Regions from separate parts of the Hordeum vulgare genome. Here region 1 is linked to region 2. Evidence: chromatin contacts called from public Hi-C data. All regions are on one chromosome and are shown on one strand. The core of a region is the stretch at or near the end of the contact, and the rest is flanking DNA. Distances in the headings are between cores, read along the strand shown. Region 1 holds the start of LOC123447636 (inositol-tetrakisphosphate 1-kinase 3-like). Region 2 holds the start of LOC123447632.

Region 1 (4,751 bases), core at 2,155-4,654, 470 kb before region 2:
GGAGGAAAAATGATGGAAAATGATCACTTGCTCTAGCAGATACAAAATTTTCACAGAAGTCAAGAGGACAAAGCATGTCCATTTACTTATGAGAGATGTCAATGGTGACCTGAATTTTGATTCTATAGTACAGAGTGCCTTATGGTAGCTGAAAAGAGAAAGACCACCCTTACTTCTAAGGCAGACTTACCTAATGGAAGTGATAGCCCAGCCCTCATAACCGCAGCTGGTATTGACAATGGGTCTGTGTTAACAAATAGCTGCTTCGGGACACCAACTTTACCTGCAAAAATCAACTGCACCGTGGTGATCAAATCAGCCTTTGAGAAGGTTCCAAGAACCAACCCATTATATCCAAGCTACTGACAGTGCAGGAAATATTTGATGAAAGCAGATAAAAGTTCACTGCAAATTTAAGTGTATAAAGATAAAAGATAAACAATAGAAAAGGATCACAATCTTCAACAGTCATTGGTAAAGGGGTCAACATGAGAACAAATATGATAGCTCAGGTGACAAGAGAATAAAGGGCTCTTGACGGCCAAATGTACAGTAGAGTAGAACACATTGCCTAATACTACATTTAATAGCATATCATATACCCTTAACATATCCATATCACTACTTGAACTAGTATTTGCAACATGTTAATACGAGATTAATCCAAATATAACTAACTTTACTTTGTTCAACCAGAAAAGGCAAGTGAACTTCTGTATAATCCTAGTAAGGATGATGGGTTACTTCCAAACATGAATTAGAAGAAAGTTCATAAAATTACCATGACAATCCGCAAGGTCCAGTTTAGAAACTTCTTGAAGCATAGATTGGCGGTTCAGCAAATGTTCTATGGCACCTGGTGGGTCAAGAACAGTAACTTCTGGGTGTGTCTCCCTATATTCCTATCAAAATGATGCAAAACCTTCAGCGGAAGTTTAAAATAATAAAAAGACAGAATGTGCAGAACATTTAAAAAAATCATATTGAAAATGTCTTACAAAGATATTGAACATGTCTCGCAAAGAGAAGTTCAACAGTGGTTTTAACATATTGTATGCTACTGACCTCCAACCGTCGTTGCCACTCCTTTCCAGTCAACTGTAGAAAACATAATTTCATCATTTTGTTGTCAATGAATAAAATATATATATTTCAAAGAAGAAAAAAAAAGGAAATCTCAGAGAACAGCACTAAAAATTCAACACTCCCTTGACATAAAATACATGAATAAGAGTTAAATATACTCCATATAGCTACCTTATGCAGAATAACATCAAAAGGGCCTTGATCTGACAGTGGAAGCTTTTGATCAATTGCAACAAATTGAATGCCTTTCTTCCTGCATTAAATTTGGTAAGGATGAGAAGCAAATAATCTGGAAGATCTAACAAATAAGTAAGTCTGCAGCACCAATTGCCCAACGGTAGCAATTGGTGGCTAGCCAACACATAACTTTAACATATTAATCCAAATTCTAAAATTACAACTTAAAAGTATTTTCACTAAAACAATGCAAACATTTAAAGTCTCCAATCTCTTGTATGTTAATAAGTGCCCACTGCCCAGACAACAGAAAATGAGCAGTAAATTGTCTTGAAATGAATGTTTACCGGTTATATTATATTGAATATTATATAAGATAAATGAACCAAATTTAATGATAATTATATTAGAATGACTCTTTAGTCCACACTGAGCACTAGTGATGTGCTGATTTGCATGATAAAAGGTAATGCACATGTTAAATCATGCGGATCCTTTAACTATTATCAGAATGTTATCATGCTGGACCTATACTATTTTCATATTCGGCAATCCACATCCTGCTCTGGTCCTAGTGATGTGAGGATGGCACAAGCTGTCAAGTAAAAAACTGAGCATTTAACTGCAATATGGAACCTGATGACATACTTTAGATCTCTGGTGTATTTTAGCCAACTTGGACCCCTGCAGTTGCTTACCATACACGCTTGGTCACACCAGTTAATAACACCAGCATTTTGTAATAAGGTTTCACATAATTACTTGAATAATGTCAAAACAGGGCATTTCAGTGGCAGGTTCCTGGATTAGTTCAGGGATTTAACTATTTACGGTTCATTGAATAAATTAAGAAAGGGTCACTACTGGAAGCGAATATAATACTACCATAAGACAGGGAGTGCATCGATGTCACTGTCCCATCCCAAAGGAAATAGCAGCAATACAGGAACATGCTTGAATAGACTAATTTCAGTCAGTGCGGACAATGATTCCACAAAACCGAGATCCCGGTTCTTTGATTGAATAAATAGATGTTCCAAAATTATTGAAACAGGTGTAAAGAAAACCTCCTTGGGCATAATAAACCCCAAACAAATATCTAGAAAGCATACCGTGAAAGGTAAACAAAACAAATCATACGCCAATGGATATCACAATCGGGGGTATCAATCAAGAACCCCTTTTCGCCGCCTTTTTGACTATAACTTGACAAAAACGTTTTCCCACTTTTAATCCTGTATAGAGAGAGCTAAAGTATTCCCCTTCCTTTTGTGCTCAACAACTTTGCGATCTCTTTAACTCAGACAAACAATTAGTGGGTGGGACAACAATAAGCACTAGCCATTTCTCCCTAAGCAGATTAAAGAAGGGGGCCCCGTGTGTGAGTCCAGAATCTTCTCCGGTCAAGAGCAGAGGTCAATGAACGAGGCGTTAATTACAACATAATAACATTAGGAAACGATGTATGTATCATTCAGTAAGTTCTCCTCTTGCTGACGGAGTGGCCAGAAGGATCATGTTTTTCCACTGATCTTTCATCAAATTGCACAAAAACCTGGACACGAATTATTTTTTTCCTGTTCCTCACACGGACAGACAACAAGGGCCGCCTCCGCCGCACCAGGCGCTTTTCCTCCAATGCAGGACATGTTAAGGCCCCGAAATTAAATCATCTCCCACGCAATCGGCGCATTTCGAAAAAAAAGATTTTCTTTCTGCGGCTAGGCTTGAAACAAACGCGACCCGACGAATCTACAGGAGGACGTGGTGGGTACCTGGCGAGGCCCCGGAGCTTGGGCTGGAGGAAGCTCTTGGCCTTCTTGGACGTGAGCGCGTACCCGACCACCAGCTCCCTGGCGCGCGCGGGCGCCGGCGCCATCGCCTGCCCCTCGGCCGCCGCCGCCGCCGCGGCGTCCTCCGGCTCCGCGGCCCCTTCCGTCCCCACGCACCCGCCCGACACCATCGCCCCCCTCGACGAACCGATTGGCCGCGGGGACGGCGGCGAGATCGGAATGCGGCGAGCGCACTCGGGAACAAGCGGAGGCGGAGACAGGTGTGCGTGTGTGCGCGCGTGCGCGTGAGGTGAGGGCGCCGTGTGGAGGAAGAGAGAGAGAGAGGAGGAGGAGGAAGAGAGAGAGGGGGGGGTGCGGATGGGGGGCGTGTGCGTATTTGTAGGTGGAGGATGGGAGCAACTTCGCCTTTGGGACATGGAAACAAAGTGTCGCTGGATTACTGTTTTGCCCCTGGCCCTCTTCTTTTTCTTTTTTCTCTCTCCACATTTTGTTTTCTCATCTTTTTTTATGTAGAATATTTTCTAGGTTTCTTTATGCTTAAGGTATCTCTCTACTTAGCTAGTACTAACCAACAAACATACAAGGCAACCGCATTTTACCGAAATGCAGGGATAAAGGAGTAAAATAAAACCTTCACGTTGTGTTGTCTTATCGTCTTTCCGGGACCATGGCTCACGCGTCTTGTCCCGCACACGTAACATAATGTTACTAGTAATCTTGTCCGTGCAAAACGCGCGTCCAATTTAATAGCATGTCCAGGAGCTTTACCTAGTCATCGCCCACTCCGGCGACTCTCTTCATTCATTTTGCACGGATGTCGCCTAATGTTTGTCCATTCTAGAATCCGAGCTATGTCGTGTGTGATGGCTTGGTTATGCGGACTTGACTTTTGGATCGTCTGCATACCTGCCACGGCACCCTCATTTCTCCACACAGAAGGTGTGGTGTGCCTTTCGGTCTCACTCCCCGGTGGAGCAAGGTCATGGCTCGCGACATACGTGTTGTTGAGGCGATGTTGCTCCGTAACTGCTCTAGTCGAGCTCTCGGTGATGCCTCTGCATGCATTGTCGGTTGGATGACTTCAACGGGCAGCGCTGCTGAATCTTGGGGGTTTACCACCCATAATATCCATAATCATATGCATCGGTGTAGGAAAACTCTTCCAGCCACCCTTCTTATTCGGACTATTGGTTGTGGCATGTTACGATTGAGGGGATATAAACGATTACAGCATATGCCATTACGAAGAATATTTTTGTAACTAATGTTGTTTTCCAAGATTAATTGGAATTAATGCAATTAATAATGTTTTCAATAGCAATTCAATCAATGCATTAAATGCTATTTTCGTATTATTATTGATCTGATCAATTCAACATTGGAGTGTGAGATGTTGCATATAGGTGATTGAATTGTTGATGTCATTTTGATTCACCAAACTCATGTTTTTATAAGTAAGTGATAGATTTGTATTTACACTACGACTTTGTCATGTGGGTATAAATGTTACAATCGCCTTCATGTAGTGAAGGTGGCTGGTCCAAGATGGAAATTCATGGAAAAAACAACCAGTAGTTGGATGGTTTAAGAGAGTGGTTATATCTATGGGCTGACATGGATCAAAATCTTGGTTTGCTACTTTGTGTGTCTCATTAAAGCGGGCATTCTTTCTGTGTAGGATGACGTTTGCATCAA
Region 2 (4,424 bases), core at 1,182-3,681:
CAACTGACTAAAAGATTAACCTATTAATTTATTTTCAAGTGGAATTACCCGGTTAGTATTTGATAAATAACTTTAAACTAACTATTATTTTTAAAATGTAGTTTCATCTTGAAACACTAGAGGATGTGTATTGGGGTCTCGAGTCATGTTTATTGGGCTGGGGTATGTGATATTTTTTCTTCCGTTGCAAAGCACGGGCATATTTGCTATAGCTAATAATATTTTTAGCCTATTGCAACGCACGGGCATTTGTACTAGTAATAATAAAGAGGTTATTGCTTCCGTCAGAAAACCCACTGCGACATTTTTATAAAAAAGTCCCTGTAATTTTTGTTATTCAACTCGTGCTCCATCATTTATCTGCAACGCAAAAGAAAAAACGATTCGCTGCAAAAATTATACCCGTACGCATCGCCTCCTCCCATCGACCCTGGGCCACCCTTGCATGTGCCCAGGCCGCCGCCACACCACTCGCCGCCGCTGCCGATCTCAACCCACCGCCTCCGCGGCCGTACCTCTCCCCGCCCACTGCCCCTGTTACGGCGCTCAAGCGCATCGCGTCGACCGTGGTCCACCCTGGCGTGTGCTCAGGCCGCTGCCACACCACTCGCCGTCGCGGCCGACCTCAACCACCACTGTTGTCGATCTCAACCCACCCGCCTCCGCGGCCATACCTCTGCCCGCTTGCTGTTCCCGTTTCGGCGCTCGAGCACAACTTTTGGATCAAATCAACGCGACAGCTACAGTGACTGGGATGATGCGTCTGCTCGATGCAGAACGGCGGCGGCGCGGCGGAGCGAAGTACTTGCAGGTGGAGGCGGGCCTCCATGGCTCACACGGGGAACTCCGAGGTTATGGCGCGGCAACAGCGACTCCTTGTGACCAGATAGAGGCGCCTAACCCTTGCTCCCCTCATCGTATAGCCTCCTCCGGCAGAAACTCATCATCTGATGAGATCCCCTCCCCATGCCTCCAACAGTGTGCCAAGCACCGGCAAGAAATTTTGTTTTGTGGGGATTTGTTTGCCGATGAATTAATGTATTGAATGTAAGACTGTATTGTTGTAGAGACAGAGAATGGAACACCACCTTCAGTTTGTCATCTGATCCCACATTCTTTATCCCATGAGTGAAATAAGATAACAGTACATTGATCAATCAACGTAACCTCTTTGTTTTGCTTTGCCTATCCCACTCGATTTTCTCATCATGCTGGAGTTAACAATGGATGGGTTGATTTCTCAAAAAAATATGATAGGACTGACAACATTAATTAGTTAGCTTATTATTTTAATAAATCAAAATGATTATAAAAAGATTAAAAACTTGTGGTATTTTTTTTTCCCGTTGCAACGCACGGGCCCTTTTGCTAATTCTCCCTCAAAAACAAAACTGTGAACCGTTTTGTGTGTGGGAGCCGGGTAATTCAGACGTATTTCCTTTTCTTTCGAAGGTTTATTAGGGGATTCTGTGTACGAATTTGGAAATTTATACTTTTTCTGTCTAAAATTAAGTACCGCAACGGATCGGTCGATGAAAGATAATCTTTTCCCTTAAATTAACATAGGTTTAATACTAAAACAGCGACATTTATTTTAAAACGAAGGGAATACTTTGAAAGGACGCTTAAGTTAAGAAGCTAGCAACGAGAGGACGCGACGACGGCCACATACAAGCGAATATCAAGATCCGGGTAAGTCAGGAAACAGTGCGCAGGATTCCACAGAGGAAAAGCTGAAGGGAAATTCGTATGCACAGCAGACACATTTTATCTACACATCGTGCGTCGTCGCCGATCGGCGCATCACATGCTCGCCGATTCATACATAAGCAACGTTGGCAAGAGAAGGGAAAAGCTAGTGCAGGACAGTGCCCGAGAACTAAAACGAGCTTCAGGACGACCAGCAGCTGAGCCGCACGGCCTCGTCGAACTTGCTCGCCAGCGTCGCGGGCTGCTCCTCCTCCGCCTCCCCGCCGCCGGCCCGACGCGCCCTCTGCCTCTGCTTCCCGTCCTGCACCTCCGTCGCCGCCGCATCCCGCCGCTTCGGCGCCAGCACGCCGAGGGAGAAGAAGACGTTGCCGAAGCCGAACCTGAAGCCGCCGCCGCCGCCGCCGCCGTCCACGTCGCGCGGCGCGTCGGCGGGGCCGTGGTGGAGCTGGTGGTAGCTGAGGAACAGCATCGACGCGCTCGGGGCCATCGCGTATCTGGTCCGATCGACGCTTTTCGCGAGGAAGGAACACGACGATCGATCCTGGACCGGATTAGATCGGGATCGGGTTGGATTGGATTGGATTGGGACGTAAGTAGTTCGCGGCAGCGGGGGGTATTTATCGGGGGCTACGGAGAAGAGTTCGCTCGGAAAGGGCGTGACGTGGCGGTTCTACGGATAGGGCGGGCCGGCCACGTCGGTGTGGCGCCCGGGGTTTGGATGGGAACCGGTGGGCCGTGGCTGGAGGTCCGGCTGGGTGGGCTCGTGGTACGGGCGGAATCCGGTGGGCTCCCGGCGCCGAACCCGTGGGAGGAGCGGGCGGGGCACGGGGCGCGCGCGCACCCGGTTTTGTGACGAGCTCGGGTTCAACGGGCGACGGACGGGAGAGGGTGGCGGCACGAGGCGGCGGCACGCGGCCCCGTGGTGGGGGGGTCTCACCGCGCACCATCGTCCGGTTGGTGGGGACAAGGTTTTTCTTCCTTTCGTTCTTTCTTTAGCAATAGCAGGTGAAGGTGAGGACAAGTTATTTTCTTTTCTTTTTTAGCCGGATCGTGCTACTATGCGTAGGCCAGCGGATCCGGTCTACAAGCCGTCCGATCCGACGCTATCTTCAAGTCAAGCGTCGTTGTCATTTTTACAATACAAGTCATGAATCCTTTTGTTATAGAAATATTCATAACAAATATTGTGTTGTATTTTTTTCTTGCAATAAAAGTTTTGTTGCTGAATATTTTTTATATTTATTTTTCTGAAACAGATTTCTTGTTGTAATTTTTTTTCTTGCTACATATGTATTGTTGTAGAAAGTCATCATGTTACATTGCTTGCGGTCATGTCCTCGAGCAGAAGCTCGGTCTTGTTAGGGAAGGGAGGACCGGTGTTGCGTATGCGATGACGGTGGTGGTGGTAGATGCGATGCAACGTGGGGCCGAAGCGGCATAGATAGACAACGGCGGTCGGAGCATAGCTCTGGTGTGCGTGCACGAGCGGCCATGGCCACTGGCCGCGGGCGAACACGGTGAGAGAAGACTTCATCGGCGTGCTTGTCGGCGGCCTTGTCCGCGTGTTGCCGGTGTCGAGCAACGATGGCGGCAGTCGAAACAACTCATGAATGCGCCGGCTTGACGGAGACCTTGGAAGAGCACGAGAGAATACAGATTCAGATCCCGCAAAACATCACTTGTTTTGGTGGGGGTTGCAACAACAACTAAGTTGCAAAAATAGTCTAGGTAATAGGTTGCTTCCAAGCCATTTCATTAAAATTGATCTGATGTCCACGGAACCGACGGACGCGGGCGTTCTTATCGGTTGGGTGATTTCAATCATTTTCCCTTTTAACCGATAAGTGATGGAAAAAAAACATTAGATAAGACTCTCCCTTTATATGTTCGGTTGCACCCCTCTCGAATGTTCTAGCCCATACTTGTTCCTAAAATCAATAATCGTAGTGTTTTTGCAAGCCGACACTCTTCGAGCGAACGAGAATGGATAAGAGGCTTTTGGGATTGACGTGATCGGATAGAGTTGGTTATACTTATATTAGCAAACTCAATGTTAATAATTTAAAGCGGGTGGATACAAGTTATTCTTCTAAGAAAGAAAGACAATTTTGGGATGTTCGACACCCTTCAAATGGGGTGCATCAGGCACGTCTTTCACATTAGCCCAAATCTCACCCAATCCATCTAGGCCCAACCTACAACCACATTTCATTTTTCTCTCTCGTCCCTCTCTTTCGTTTTGGACGAAGCCCGCACCTGCGGCCTCCGCCTCTCGCCCTTGTCACCTCAAACAAAACTCATCACCGCTCGTGCCATTGGATTTTGCGCCCCCACACCCACCCTCATGCCATCGGGTCCCTGGACACCGTGTGCAGTCGCCGCTAGCCGCTAGCCTCTCTCTGTTTGTATCAAAGTTTGATCAAAAATATAAATTACATGTCATAAAAGTTATACCATGCAAAACCTCTTTCAAATACAAGTCCGATACTATACTTGTTGTAGCATGTATCTCATATTTTGTTAGACACATAAGTCATCCTAAAATTTAAAGAAGTCCAATGAATCCAGACGGATGGAGTACACGGGAAGGAGTAGAAAATGAAGGTAGCCAAATAATTTGTGGTGGGTGAAGCGCGTGGAGACTCCCCAGGGGCACGGCGATGCTGACCTCCCACGGTAGCGAAAATGAAGGTAGCCAAGTTACTTGTGGTCCG

The links. Hi-C and Micro-C count contacts between places; a contact is called where the count stands out from the background.
Region 1: a Hi-C map of leaf shows a contact between it and region 2, with 3 times the contacts expected there. The contact joins the promoter of LOC123447636 here to the promoter of LOC123447632 in region 2. A contact is called at or near these places in 2 of 6 Hi-C or Micro-C datasets (both in leaf).

Annotation. Positions count from the first base shown.
Region 1 is chr4H:23,751,610-23,756,360 of MorexV3_pseudomolecules_assembly, reverse strand. LOC123447636 (inositol-tetrakisphosphate 1-kinase 3-like) reads right to left here and starts at 3,404. Exons shown (of 10, transcript XM_045124243.1): 1 at 3,039-3,404; 2 at 1,258-1,339; 3 at 1,066-1,098; 4 at 782-902; 5 at 191-283. The coding sequence starts at 3,226.
Region 2 is chr4H:23,281,599-23,286,022 of MorexV3_pseudomolecules_assembly, reverse strand. LOC123447632 reads right to left here and starts at 2,431. Exons shown (of 1, transcript XM_045124238.1): 1 at 1,729-2,431. The coding sequence starts at 2,197. The coding sequence ends at 1,892.